2 separate regions of the Dromaius novaehollandiae genome follow, and region 2 is linked to region 1. The links are chromatin contacts, called in public Hi-C maps. All regions are on one chromosome and are shown on one strand. Each heading gives the region's core, a stretch centred on a gene start, on an enhancer-like site or on the middle of the called end of the contact. The rest is flanking DNA. Distances are from core to core; before and after follow the strand shown.

The links. A called contact is a pair of places that touch in the nucleus more often than the background predicts.
Region 2: a Hi-C map of brain shows a contact between it and region 1, with 4 times the contacts expected there. The contact joins the promoter of CD164 here to the enhancer-like site in region 1. A contact is called at or near these places in 3 of 4 Hi-C or Micro-C datasets (brain, liver and ovary).

The regions. Positions count from the first base shown.
Region 1 is chr3:51,043,551-51,050,372 of bDroNov1.hap1, forward strand. No RefSeq gene overlaps it. Among named protein-coding and RNA genes, the nearest start is that of CEP57L1, 30 kb to the left of the region's middle. Within about 2 kb of position 5,526, at least 2 of the 2 cell types and tissues checked have open chromatin away from gene starts, as enhancers often do.
Region 2 is chr3:51,144,781-51,151,505 of bDroNov1.hap1, forward strand. It overlaps CD164 (CD164 molecule), which reads right to left and starts at 2,647. Exons shown (of 4, transcript XM_026119929.2): 1 at 2,355-2,647. The coding sequence starts at 2,490.

The sequences.
Region 1 (6,822 bases), core at 4,276-6,775:
ATCTGATGAATTTTACCCCAAATGCCGGGTTCTCTTTACTGACTATAAAGGAGTCCAGGGCGATTAGCTTAAATGAAGATACTTGTTCAAAGAATTTAGTCAGATAAATTCTGATCAAGCATGAAGCTCTTTCTGTTAATTTCTAGGAATTCTGGGTTAGCTCCTAAAATTTTTGGTGACATAAGTACTGTGTAAGGATTGGGCTGCTGATTGGTTTTGAATCCGATGTATTATGCTGCATACAAGTATTTTTCCTGCTGTTTGTCATGTCAGCCACTTGTGCCTTGGCCTGAAAATGGGTCCCTTTCCTGAGAACACTTGTACCATAATTTTCCCATTGCGAGTGGTCTCACTGGTTTGAAACTAGGCAATCAGGATCTCAGTGCTCTGTGGTTCAGGAAAAGATAAAAGACTACAAGGAGCCTATGGGTTATAGAGCCCTTTTCTTTACCAGCATATGCTACCCGCTCTTCAATTGTTTCGCAAACCTATTGAGTTCCATCTTGAAACTAGGTCGGGTTTCTGTTCTTGTTCTGTTCAGCTCTCATGTTGTAAAGCCATTGTAGGGTTTTGTTTCGCTGGTGCTTACGATGGCTTCTTTTTGCAATCTGAACTTATTTGTGGGCAGTTTTACTATTGTGCCAAAATTTGTCTTTTAGTTTAAATAGTTTCCTGCTGTTCTTTTCTCTGGTGGTTCATAGTTTCTATAGGATGAGTTAATATACCCAGGTCTTTTTTCTAGTCTTTTAAATCACATCCATATGGAAAGAATTCTTTCTAGTCCCTTTAATACAGTATGATAGATACTAAGTTAGTCTGGACTGATTCATTTTTGGTAAATATTTTTATTTTGTCTATTGACATCCATGACTTTCTTTTCCTTCAAAGTTTATACTAAAACCTTGCATGCAATTGGTATTTCATTAATGGTCCTGTAATTGTTAATATTTGCTCCCCAAGTTTTTTCCCATTGCTCATCCTTCTCCCCCCCACATCTTTTTTTTTTAGTACATATTTGCTAGCACACCTCAGTTTTCTGCGTTGGGTCTTTAGAAAATAAGTTTGTCCCATCCTCCCAATTTGAACAGAATAAACTATCCAAATTTTGCTTCATCCTGAGAAATTGTAATTTATATTTCCACTACTTCATTCCCCTCAGCTGTATCCTAACCTTAACTCCCTATGCTATATCATAGCCCTTTCTGAAAAATTTGAGCTAAATTTTTCTCTTTAGTTTTATAGCCATATCTGATGTATTTTTTTTCCCTAATCTAAAATCTACTGCCTGCACAGTGGTATCATTTTTTTTTATGTCCTTCTTGTTTGTATGGCTGAAGAACTGCCTGCTCTTTTTTTTCCTTTGTGATGTTTAATTTAATTTGACTTCTGGTATTTCTTGCTTTAGTTCTAGGCTTCCTGGTCCTCTTTTTTTTTTTTTTTTTTTCCCTCTCTCTCTCTTTTGGTCTTTTCCTTTTTTTAGTTCTCTGCCTACTCTTTGATCAGCTCCACCATCCTTTCTTCTAAACACTTCATGCCTGCTTTTATTCTGAGTGCAAATTCTAGTTAGCTTTTGCGCTATTGATTTAAAGACATTCCAGCTTCTCCAGTGTTAAAACCTTTGAGATATTAGTTCCATCTGAGTTTGCTAATTACTTTTAGTAACATAGTAAGTAGTAAAATTTGTATATTTATTCTCTAAATTAGTCCTTCTGAACTTGAATACTTTTCATACGTGTCTATGTTTATTCTTCCATTATGATCACTTCTGTAGTGTTCTCACTGCTTACCAAAACTGTCTGAAATATAATCTTGGTTCAGTGACCATTTGAAGACATTCGTAGAGCATGGCAGACTTTTTTTTAGTACTAATCTGGTAAAAATCTTTATTTTCATTCTCCAAGGTAAGTCTAATACAAATAGATTCCCTTTTACCTGTGCTAGCCATTCATAAATCTGTTAATTCAGTAAAATATCATACTCTTCCATAAACTTTAGCATAAGTTCAGTCTTTCTAAAACATCTCATAACCTGCTGCTGAGGTGTGGTTGCTATTCCATATTGCTTATATTATCCTGATTGTGTCAGCTTTCATGCCTTGTGTCACCAGTCCAAGTTCCCACCTGGGCCTCTGGGTTTAGGATGTGAATATACTGGTTGCTTCTCACTGATTTCACACAGATTCCTGGCTGGGTTCAGTAAAATCTTTTTATTCTGATTTTTATCAACAATAACATTTCCTTCCTCGTTGTAGTCATCCTGTCCCTTGGTGTTTGTACCCTTGTTTACCTGAATTTCCGGTCCCCTCAGGTCTGAAGTCCAGGTACAGAGATCTGAATTCTCTGATTCTTTCCCTCAGTTGCTTAGTTTGCAGCTCGTATTATCAGCTAGGCCAATCCCAATACCAGAAGACAAGAATTTGTCCAAGACCTTGGGATACTACCTGCGAAGAACCCAAAAAAGTACCTCCAGGTTCTTTATTCGACCTCTTGACTGTTTCCTGTGTTTGTCGTGTCAGACTTGTGACTGGATCAATAGCTATTATCTTTCACTGCTCTTTCATTAAAGAAAAAAGGAGAAACAACATGCCCACAGCTGCCAAACAGTTTCTGCAGACCACTGGGAAATAGATACTACAGGTTGTTATTCAGCAGTTTTATTACAAATGAGCTTGCCACGTCTTTCCCTCCGCCTCTCCAAAAGAAAACGCAGATCTTTCTGCAATGACTTGCTTCTTCCCTTAAAAAGACAACTCCCAGTTTTCTAATAGATTATATCCCTCACTGGCAAATGAATACAATGAGCATAATTCCAGGTGTTGGGCTTTAGAAGTTCTCACAAGTCAAATGTTTCCCATTAGAACCAAGCAAGTTATTATTAGTGGATTTTTTGCAGATAATACATTTGTCAAAACCTGGCACTTTTTGCAAATTATTTCACTCCTCTTATTCTCGTCAACCTCAGGTAATAGTTTCAGATGAGAGAAGTTGGGAGAAAATGGGTTTTGAATGTCCAAGGTTTTTTTTGGAAAAAAATTAAGCAAGGAGTTTCAATTCTCTTGTAAAATGTTTTTGGGGCACATAAAATTCCATGTTTGATTATCTAATCCCTTTTGCCTTAACAAAAACTGGGGGAAGGAGGAAAGAGATGGCATTTGTTTGTGGGGTACAGAGGGATGTACATGAAAACTTTGGGCCAAGACCACTTTTTCCTGTTTTTCTCAGGCCAGCAATCAAACTGGGAAAAATCACTTTCACCCAGTTCTGTTCCAGATACCAAAAGAACATTATTGTTGTTAAAAGAGATGCTGAATAAACAATTCTTTTATGTAAATGCTGCATACTGTACATTGTCTATGTAGGAATGGGGATTTGTGCTTTTGATGTGAGCAGTTCTCCAGGTCCAGAGTTCGCATGTGCCTCACACTTGAGAAAGGAACTTCCTCCTGACTGCTTCGTCTTTTGGTCTGCCAAACCAAATTATGAAAAATGGATGAAGTATACACGATCTCGTCTACCAAGAAGGTCCAGCAGCTGGAAAGAGAGCTAGCAGCACAGCTGGCAGAGCTGAAGGCAGAAATAGAAGACAACGGGGTGCTCCAGGGAACACCGAGTAGGGCATACAGGTAACAAGGACTTTGGGGGGAATGAGGAAGAGTCAGATTATAGCACTGTATTGTATTGTGCTTTTGGGGGGAGGTCATGATACAAATATCATGCATCTATATTACTGTTCAGTTTGGAGACCTGAATACACACATGGGAGCCAGGAACAACAGCTTTTTTTTTATTGCACATCTGGCAGAGAACTACTGTCGAAATAAAAGTTGAATGTAAAAACAAAAAAATAGCTGAAGCTGTTTTATGTTGTGTACTGCAAACAAAACTTTAAATCTCTCTATAATGTCAAGTATTTCCTTCTCACCCCAAAGAGGAAGTAGCTTCAAACACAACACCGGGATGTATAAACAGAACGGCCCCATGTAAACCAGCTGCACTCGCTTCCCTCAGCAGCAGGGAGATGTCAGCGATGGCAGGGTACCCGGTTTTGGCACGATGCTTCGCGAAGGCTGTAGACCACCTGGAGAATATCTGGAGGAAAACAGAGTTCAATAAAACTTGAGTAGGAGACTTGAAAAGATGAAAGGAGCTGTGCTTATGTCTCCACTCTGTTTTCTCTAGATTATAAGTCTTCAGACATAAGGGAGCTTGCTGTAAAGGGGGAGGGAATAAACTCCTGGTGTCCATTTATGAATAGGACAGAAAATAGCGGGCTAAAGTTCAAACCAAGAAGGACTTTTCAAGACAGTGTAATTAAACACTGATGTTTTGTCTGGTCCGGGAGACCATTGACCGTCTGTAAGTGGAGGTCTTCAAGAGCAGGTTAGACAAACATCTATACAGAATGAATTTTCTTTTTCCTGCCTTAGAGCAGTGGGAGTGCTAGATGCTCACAAAAAAAATCTCTTCCAGTCTTAACTTTTTATGGTTATAAAGTGCTCCAGTGCAGTTTCTCATGTATCACTTCTGAACAAAATTCAGGAGCCCTTTCTTAAGGGTCCAGTTTTCACCTGTGTATTTAATTCACATACATTCCTTTTGTTCAGTTAAATAAAAATTTTGTACAACCTATTCTTGCTGTAAGTGTATTGATGCATGAAAATTAAGAAATAATTTTCCTGCAGAAGTTTTCTCATCCCCCTCTTTTTCTGATATAGGCATATTGGGAAGGAAGTTCAATAAATTATGAAGGATGCTTATCAAAGCATTCCACTATGTAATTAAGGGTTGTAATATTTACCATTCAAACTGGCAGTCCTCCAGATGGACATTTTAAAGACTTTAGCTAAAAAATGGAGGTGGAAGAAATCAGTCTGTGCCTTAAAATTTTGCCTAAAAGATGTCTTCTAATTAAATAAACTAATGCTGCTTTAACATAGGTTTTTCATACCACTGAACTTATTTACTGTTGACTTTACCATTTGAATGGTGTTGGGCATGTCAAATGTTTGCTAATATCAAATTGTCTGTAACATCCTGTTGAACTTTTTTTTTTTTAATTTTTGCAGTTCTGTTCCAATTCCAAAGGATGCATCTTATTTCAGAAAAGAAAGGGAGATAATACTGAAGAAAGGCTTACAGGTAGCTGAAGAATACATTAGCTTAAAATTCTCTTCACCAAGTAATAACTGAAAATTAAAATCAGAGAAAGTGATATGTTTTTCAGAATGGAAAAGAGCCTGTAAAGATGGGATGGGAAGGGTCATAATATAGTTTGCATGTTGGTAAAACAAAACAGCCTTTCTTTTATTTGGTTAAGATTGTTCTTGTGATACCAGTAATGTGGGCCTGGCTGTGCAGCTTCTGTTTATGTGACTACTCCCAATTAAAGTCAAAGCCTAAATATTTTTTCTGTATTTACATTTCTTTTCAATGATATGCTTGAAAGATCTGTTCAACATGTAGCTGCTCTGTTTGCAGGTGACGGAGGCAAAACCTCTTGTTATTCAGGCTGATGTCATGCAGAGGGAGTTAGAGAGCTGCTTGAGGAGGGAGTACACAGCAGCAAACTTGCCGCTGCTGCTGCACCAGGTAGAGTTTCTATTTGCTGCCAAGTTCCCAGAGGTCTGCTTTAGCTTGGCAGCTTGTGGTATGATTTTAAAATCAGAATGATGTGAAATTTCTCCCTGAAAGCAGTCATGATAGCATTAGCACTTTTAGCTTAAAGCACTTCCTTGGATGACGCGAAAAATTCTGCGACACTTCTGTTTGTTTCAAGAACAGGAATCCAGGCCAGATAAGATGGACTGGATCAATATTCTTCCATTTCTCTGATGCTTTTGATTTGTTCTGTGGGTTACTTTTATTTCCTTTTTTTTAAAAATGAAGTTCAAGTTTCTAGGTCTAGCAGGCTGGATTCTGCTACTTTCCTCACGTTAACTGCTTTTTCCATTCCCATAATAATACTTTGTTCACTGGGACAGCGTTAAGGAAGTTCCCACTTAATGGATAAAGAAAATAGTGCATTAGTCTTTAGTGACTGATAAACAGTCCTTTTGGTGTTATTCTCTGGTGCTAACGATGACCTATATGCTGCTTAAGTTTCATATAATATCAAAATGCTGTTGTTTACTAATGTGTGATGTGTTGGTTATCTCTGTTTTTATTCAGTTTTTTTACAGACAGAATTACTCAGCTAGTCCAGTGTAAATATTTGCACATGCTTAGATGGAAGAGATTTTGTACACACAGCAGTGTTATTGAACAACTTTATCCTCTCTATCAGGTAGCAATCAAAAACTAGGATCTAGCACACACATGCTTAGCACCGTATCCATTCATTAAGAAACAAAATGTTAGCATTGGCTTTTTTCCAGCCAAATAAAGCTACTAACGTTAAGGATAACTTATAAAACTCTGAAATTTTTGGACTTTGGTAGGTGCTACTGTAGCATCTGAAGATGCTTTATATAGTTTCAAGCAATACAATACTTGCTTAGAATATCACATTCCTGTCCTCTACCTGGTAGTACAGAATACAAGTATTCTGTGTGTAATAGGTGTATAACTCCATTTAACTGCACTTGTTATGGTTTATTTTAAAATATAAACACTTGCAACCAAGCAGCATCTCAAGTCTGGTTCAGGAAGATGTATTATTATTTTTTTTAATCCTTGCTTTAATTATTCTCATTTATTTATTGTATTTATTTCAAACAATATGGCAGTCATTGTGCTTGTTCAATGGCTGTAATTTTGCAGGATAAGTAGCTTTGGTGGCAAGTAAAGTGAGCTTTCTTACAGGTGAAAGTGGAGTTTTTTTTCA
Region 2 (6,725 bases), core at 1,397-3,896, 98 kb after region 1:
GGACAACAAATTAAGACTGAGTTGCAAACAACTGTTTTACTTTAAACAACTTGGAAGGACCTAAAAAGCTTCATATACAAATGCACGTAAAGGAAAATAGAAAAGAAATCAATCTATTTCTATTTTAATCACAGTAGGAGCCAGCAACTTAACCAGCCCAATATGATATTGCTTTTCAATGTTAATCTCAGCCAAATGTTGCCTTAAAACCACAATGTCAACAAATCCAATATCTGGGTCAAATAAATTCTCCCAGTCTACAGTTTTACTGTATTACTTTCGAATAAGACTTATTCATACAGCCATCACACTAAAAACAAACAAACAAACAAAAACCCCACCCTGCACACAAACCACCCACTCTTTGCAACACACACATTCGCCAGCACATTTCACATAATATCCACCTACTCCAGGCACCAATGGATGACCTTTCATTTTTCTCCACTCTGCTCCCTAGTGAAGGGAACCAGGCTAGTCACAGATCCTTGGCAATGAACATGGTAATTCACTTCTCAAGATAACAACTAGAAATGAGTTAACTCTCTAACTTCAGTATTCTGGCAATCTGGATTAAACATGAATTCAGCAGCCTTTCTGTTGGATAAGGCTGGCTCAGGCTTATCAGGAAGTAAAGTACATCACCTGTACATAACCTAAAAATATTAGTGCCCACTTCTCCACTTGCAAGAAATGTTGAAAGATATAACGAGATCTTTACCAGTTCATATCAGTGAGGTATAACAACAGTCTTGCCCTGTTCCCTTCAGAAAGATGGTACTTAAGCCACTTCAGTAGTGATATGACAGTTTCTGGACAACGGATCTCAGAGACAGTCATTTATTCTTCTGGGTATATATCTGACCAGTGATAATAGCCTGCACAATGTTGAAAAATTAATGTTCATTTTTCAGAAATGGAAACTCCTCATTGATATACAGACAATTTAGCACGGTACATCTGTGGAGACAGGGGAGGACAGTCTAATACCAGTTGCAGCTAATACCAGGTGCATTAAGATTTTCAGTTCACTTTCAAAACAGTTTTCCCAGACTAGCATAAGGGAAGAACAGATCTGCAAGAGTTAAAGGACCAGAACGCATTTGTATCATCACAAAATATTTCAAGGAGGAGCTGTCAACAAATTCAGCTTCACAATCAGCAGCAGGACGTCATATGCTCTCCCAGCGCTATTCCTGCTATGAAAGGCTATCTTAAAATCTTTATATGGAATTACAGCAAGCTGCCCAGCTTCAGCAGACGAGATGCCTGCTCTCCACTGGAAAGTATTTGGGTACCACAAACGCAGCTCTTGAAGTAGGCAAGCTCACATTCTGCTCCCCAGATAAATCTGTTAAGTGTATTAGCTGTGACTGTGAATTCAGATACTCCCCCTACTCTTAAGGGGGGAACCTGAAAGACTTTAACAGAATCTGTCCTGCTGAACCAACACTGCCCTCTTCTGCTCTGACAGTGAGGTTGTTAACCTTCGATTTCCAGCAGTCCTCAAGCAGTTCACGGATCCAATCTGCTGCCTGTATTGGCCTACATCATGTCATCGCCAGTGGGAAACAAAAGGAAATAACCTAGAAGGGCCTTGCGAAGCCTGCATTACTGGATAGCTTCGCACTAAACTACGCCCAGCACCGCTATGAAATGCAGCCAAAAACATTAACGTACTTCTAGAACAACTTCTTTCCTTTACATTTGGGGCGTACTACACACTTTGTGGTTCTTGATCGTTTGAAAATTTCAGTATACAGCTCAAAACCAGGAACATTAAACAAGCCCACACGAGGAACAGTGAGGCTAAGGTCTGGATAAAGAATAACTACCAGCAGCAGCAGCGTAATGCTGGTTGCGTAAGTGACTACCCCAACTTGAACTGTACGAAGTTTGCACGGAACAAGCGTGCTGCATGCATTTTACTGGAAGCAAAGCTACCAGCTACTAAGACTTTGCTGCACCTGAAGCAGCTCAAATTGCGCTAGCCCATTTCACACCACAACACCCATATATTTCACAGTTGGCGGGGGGGGGGGGGGGAAAGGCGAGAGTGACGAGAAAAGCGGGCAGAAAGCTCCGCAGGCTGCGGCAAGGCGCCGAGCGCAGAGGTGGCTTCAGCGCGGCGGAGGCGGGCGGCAGCGGGGCGGCCCCGCCGCCGCCGGGGGATCGCGGAGAGCGGCCGCAGGGGGCTGTGGGCCGGAGTAAGGCAGCGGCCAGGCCGGTGCGCGGGGCCGCCCCGCTCCCCCTCCGCCGGGCAACGGGCGGGGCGCGAGCGCGCGGCGCGGGGGAGGGGCTGCCCCGTCAGCAACCGCCGCGGAGGGGCGGGGGGGGCAGCGCGAGGCACTCACCAACGGTCGAAAGGGGGGCGCCCGCCCCACCGCTCGTCGCGAGCACCGTCGCCGTCGCCGTCACCGTCGCCGCCGCCAAGCCGCAGAGCGCGGCCAGGCAGAGAGCAGTCACCGGGAGCGCGGGCATCCGGCCCATGGCGGCGGCGCTGGGGCAAGTGGGTGGCGGCTGCCGCTCAGTCGGCGCGTCCCTCCGCTTCGCCTCGCTCCCCTCCCGCTAGGTCCGCGCACCCGCCGCGCCGCCCCGCCAGGTCACGTGAGCGGGCGGCCCCTCGCAGCCCTCGCCCCGGCGGCGCCGCCTCGAGGCTGGCCCCACCCCCCCGCGCGGGGCTGGCCGGCGGGACAGGGACGGTGACGTGATACTCCTCCCTCCCTCCCCCCCCCCGTGTAATGCAACAATCCCGACTCTGGGCCGGGGGTGGGGGGGGTATGGACACGCGTTGCCTCCTCACGTGACCCCGCCGCCCGGCAGGAGCGTGTCCTCCGCGTCACGTGGCCACGACTCCCTCCTCCCTCTCCCTCCGGAGGCACCGCCCCCTCCGCCCGGTCCGCAGGGCGGCGGCCGCTCATTGGCTCGGGGAGAGGCGGCGCGCGGTGACGTGGCGGCGCGGGGACCGGCCGTTGCCCGTCGCTGTCTGTGGGAAGGGGGTGCGTGGCGGAGGCGGGTTCTTGTTTAAAATTAACGGGTGGAGAGAGGCGTCCGAACGAGACGTGCTGGCTTCCTTTGGTGTCGGTGTGCTGAGGGGCTCTCTCCCTTCCCCGGGACCTTTAGTGGGAGTCTAGCGCCCGCCTCTAGTGCGCCCTGGCAGTGGGGGGTGGGGGTGACTCGTGTGAGGACAGGAGCTCCCAGGCCAAAGCGAATTCATGGCAAACAGTAGTGCCGTCCCTGTGGTGCTTAGGCCTCGCTGCCTCGATTTGTATGGTGCCCAAGGCTGCTTTGTAGTCTGCCTCTCACAGGTCTGTAACCCTTCACCTAAGCTGTGGTGAGTTTTTCTGAAGTTGCTGTGGTGGTGTTACTGCTGTGCTCTTTATACTGCTCTCATAGCACCTCATGCACCTGCTGTTGTGCACCTGCAAACTCCAAAACTATTTGTTTTGCTGGATTTCTCCTGCAAAGTGATTGCCACGGGTATGGGATTGACTTCCTCCCCTGCTCCCCCCCCCCCTTTTTTCTACTTGTTATTTTGAGGCTTTTAGTTTTTATTTGAAGAACAAGGCTTAGTGAATAACATAGTAGATAATAGTTGTTTAAATAAATATTACCCCCAAATAATCATGCATGAAGCTTAACAGTCAGCATGCAGCACTTGTACCTGGTCCAGCTGTGCTCCAGTCAGTGTTAACAGCATCAGAAATGGGAACAACTAATAGGGAGTTTGAGTAGGTCCCTGATGGAAAGTCTGTCAGACTAGCGGGGAAACATGGCAAAAAAATTCATCTCGTTATTGTCATTTCCAGCTACGCAGGAGAGAGTGCCCAGAGAAGGATGTGTCTGTGGATCCAACTTCTTTTCTCTGCTAGTCATTGAGGAGAATTTTCCTTTGCCTTTTTTTCCCCTCTTTCCCTCTTTTGTTTCTCCTCTAAGGTAACTCGAGTCAATATACGCCATCTGCAGTGGAGCCTGCAAACAAAAGTTTGTGCATGTAAAGCTGCTTCAATATCCTTTGTTCAGTGTCAGCATAGGCAAATGTTGGGAACCAAATGCCAAGTGATGCTCGCTGACTTGTGCCATTTTGTCATAAAGGAGGGCCAAGCTAGAGCTATAAAGTAAGTTTTAATATTTCTGGTTTGAGAAAGATACCATCAGAATGAAAGGATGTGTGAATGAGAAAAATTGACCATTGGGAAAATTCTCTCCTTAGCATGGAGCTGGACTTGGGCAGTGAATAGGAGGAAGCTGCCAGAGATATCTCTAGCTTAATCTTCTGTTTTACTTTCTTGCCTGAAGGTATTATATTACCAATGCAACATCAGAAAGTTTAAGGCACGTTACAATGTGAGCTCAATAATGATCTGCTGGGCTGCTTGATAATATATGATTTGGGCATAAAGCTTTCTGTCAAAGCTCTGTAATGTCATATATTCCCAGAATCAAAGAATGGTTGAGGTTGGAAGGGACTTCTAGGGATCATCTAGTCCAGCCCCCTGCTCAAGCAGGGTCACTGAAAGCAGGTTGCACAGGACCCCGTCCAGATGACTTTTGTATATCTCTGAAGATGGAGACTTGACAGCCTCTCTGGGCAACCTGTTGTAATGCTTCTGCTGGAGTGTAGCGTGCAGAATGGCTAAAGCTTAGCCTGCGTACAAGGGAGTCTTACAATGAAAGTAGAAAAAAAAAAAAAAGAAAAAAAAAAAGAAAAAAGCAAAGAAAAGTGCAGAGAAAGTAAATGTTGTGATATAAACAGACACCTCTTAGAAGTTATAGTGAAATATTGGCATGAAATAGCATGAAAAAAGTAGTATGAAACTTTGAAATAGTAGCATGTAAAATAAATAGAGGAGCAGCATAAATAGATCCTGCTTAACCAAAATTGAAGTGGGCATTGTTCTGGAAGTTTCTTACTGCTTCCACTTATCCTTCAAGGGCATATGCATGCAGGGATGTTTATGTCCTTCTGGGACGAGAACCCAGGATTCCTTACTGGGATCAGAGCTTGATTCACAGGATGTCCTGTCAGGTCACCAGATGTAAGACATTATTTGAACTTAGGTATTCCTTTTTGCAATTCTTGTGGGTTATCATAACAAGTATATTGTGAGCATTCTCAGCAATTAATACAATGTTTTGTTTTGTGAGGGACTGACTGCAGATATGCTGGATGCAGGCTTAACATGAACAATCATAGTTGCTGCAATCTAGGTAACTTTGGTTATCCTGGTGCAACATGAAAACGGCCTTTTTAGAATGAAAACAAATAGGGTATATGGTAAATGAAAATGATAAAAGACAAGACTCCGAACAGCATACATATGTATGGAAAAACACAGAGAAGATGAAGTAGACAATACAATACAAACAGAGCTAAGATTACCAGCAGGGCAAGAATTACAGCTACAGCTTGTCTCCACAAGCAAGTGAAAACGTGTCTATCATGTAATACTGGGGGCTGGTGGGAATCCAAGTGTATGATAAATATGGTTTGTCTGTTTTTTCTTAAAGTCAGCATCTCAGGAGTTTGTTGAGGAATACAGTCAGCAGGATCATGGCAGTTCTGGTTGTTGTTGTTGAATTTAAAACATCAGATTCATCACTGTATTCATTTTTCATTGCACTGTTATACACTTAGTGGTTAGTGAGGCATTTACCTCTGTTTTCAATGTCGGAAGATTTCCTATAAGGAATTCCAAGCACTGCATTATTGGAAATTTATGTAAAGTACTTGGCAAATACAGATAAAAACTAAGGGTCTGCAGATATCCATTTTAGGGAAGCACTTTTTAAATGAAAATGCCCAGGAATCTCAATGCATTGATGCTGGGAAAGATGGAATAACTGAGCTTTTGAAGAGGTTGTGGAGTAACATACTGCAAAGTCTGGGAGGGTGGTAATGAACAAGAAATTTTTAGTAGATAATCTGAAAGGAACTTATCGTTTTGGTTCCATTTATAAACATTTGTATTCCTTTTCAAAATTACCATTTCACCTGTGTGGAAAGAGAAGTGCCTGTGAAGTGTAAATACCTCATGGGTGGCTAACAAGGAAAACATGCTGTCCTAAGTGGTTTCTGGGTGTTTCATGCTCTTACATAATGATGCATGATTGGATTCTGGTGTGCAAAATGATCCTTCCCATTCATAACCCTTGTAATCTTTCAAAAATAACGTTAATACATTGATTCCTGTGTTCAGAGCTTTGTAACCTTAGTTAATCCTTGCATTGTGAGACAGCTGTGACATCAAACCTGCTGTAGAGGTGTGTCTGATCAGGGCTGGATGCAGCCCCAAGGCACGTATGGGGGTTGTGTGTGCCATGCTGTACATCGTTTATGTGTGCATTTAAGGTTCTCACATGTCTGTCCCCAGCAGAAATTCCAGGTGAGGATATTGGCATCTGCTCTGTACAACCCACTTGCCCAAGGTCCACGTCCAGGACTCGGGATGTCCAGCTACTAGTCCAGCCAGGTCGCTGCATGTCCCAAAATCCCAGGGTTATGCATAACACCCCTGGTTGCTGGTGGGTGCATATAGGCTACTGCCCCACTTGCACAGGTGGAGCCGCACATGTGCACACCCCACCACATGGCCACACATGCATCACGGTTTGAGCAGCACTCCCACCCTCCACTCACACAAGCCACCGTGTGTGCCTCTGCTCCCAGGAGAGGGCGGCAGGTGTCATCTGCAGCCCCTTTATCCAGCTCACAGGACAGGAGC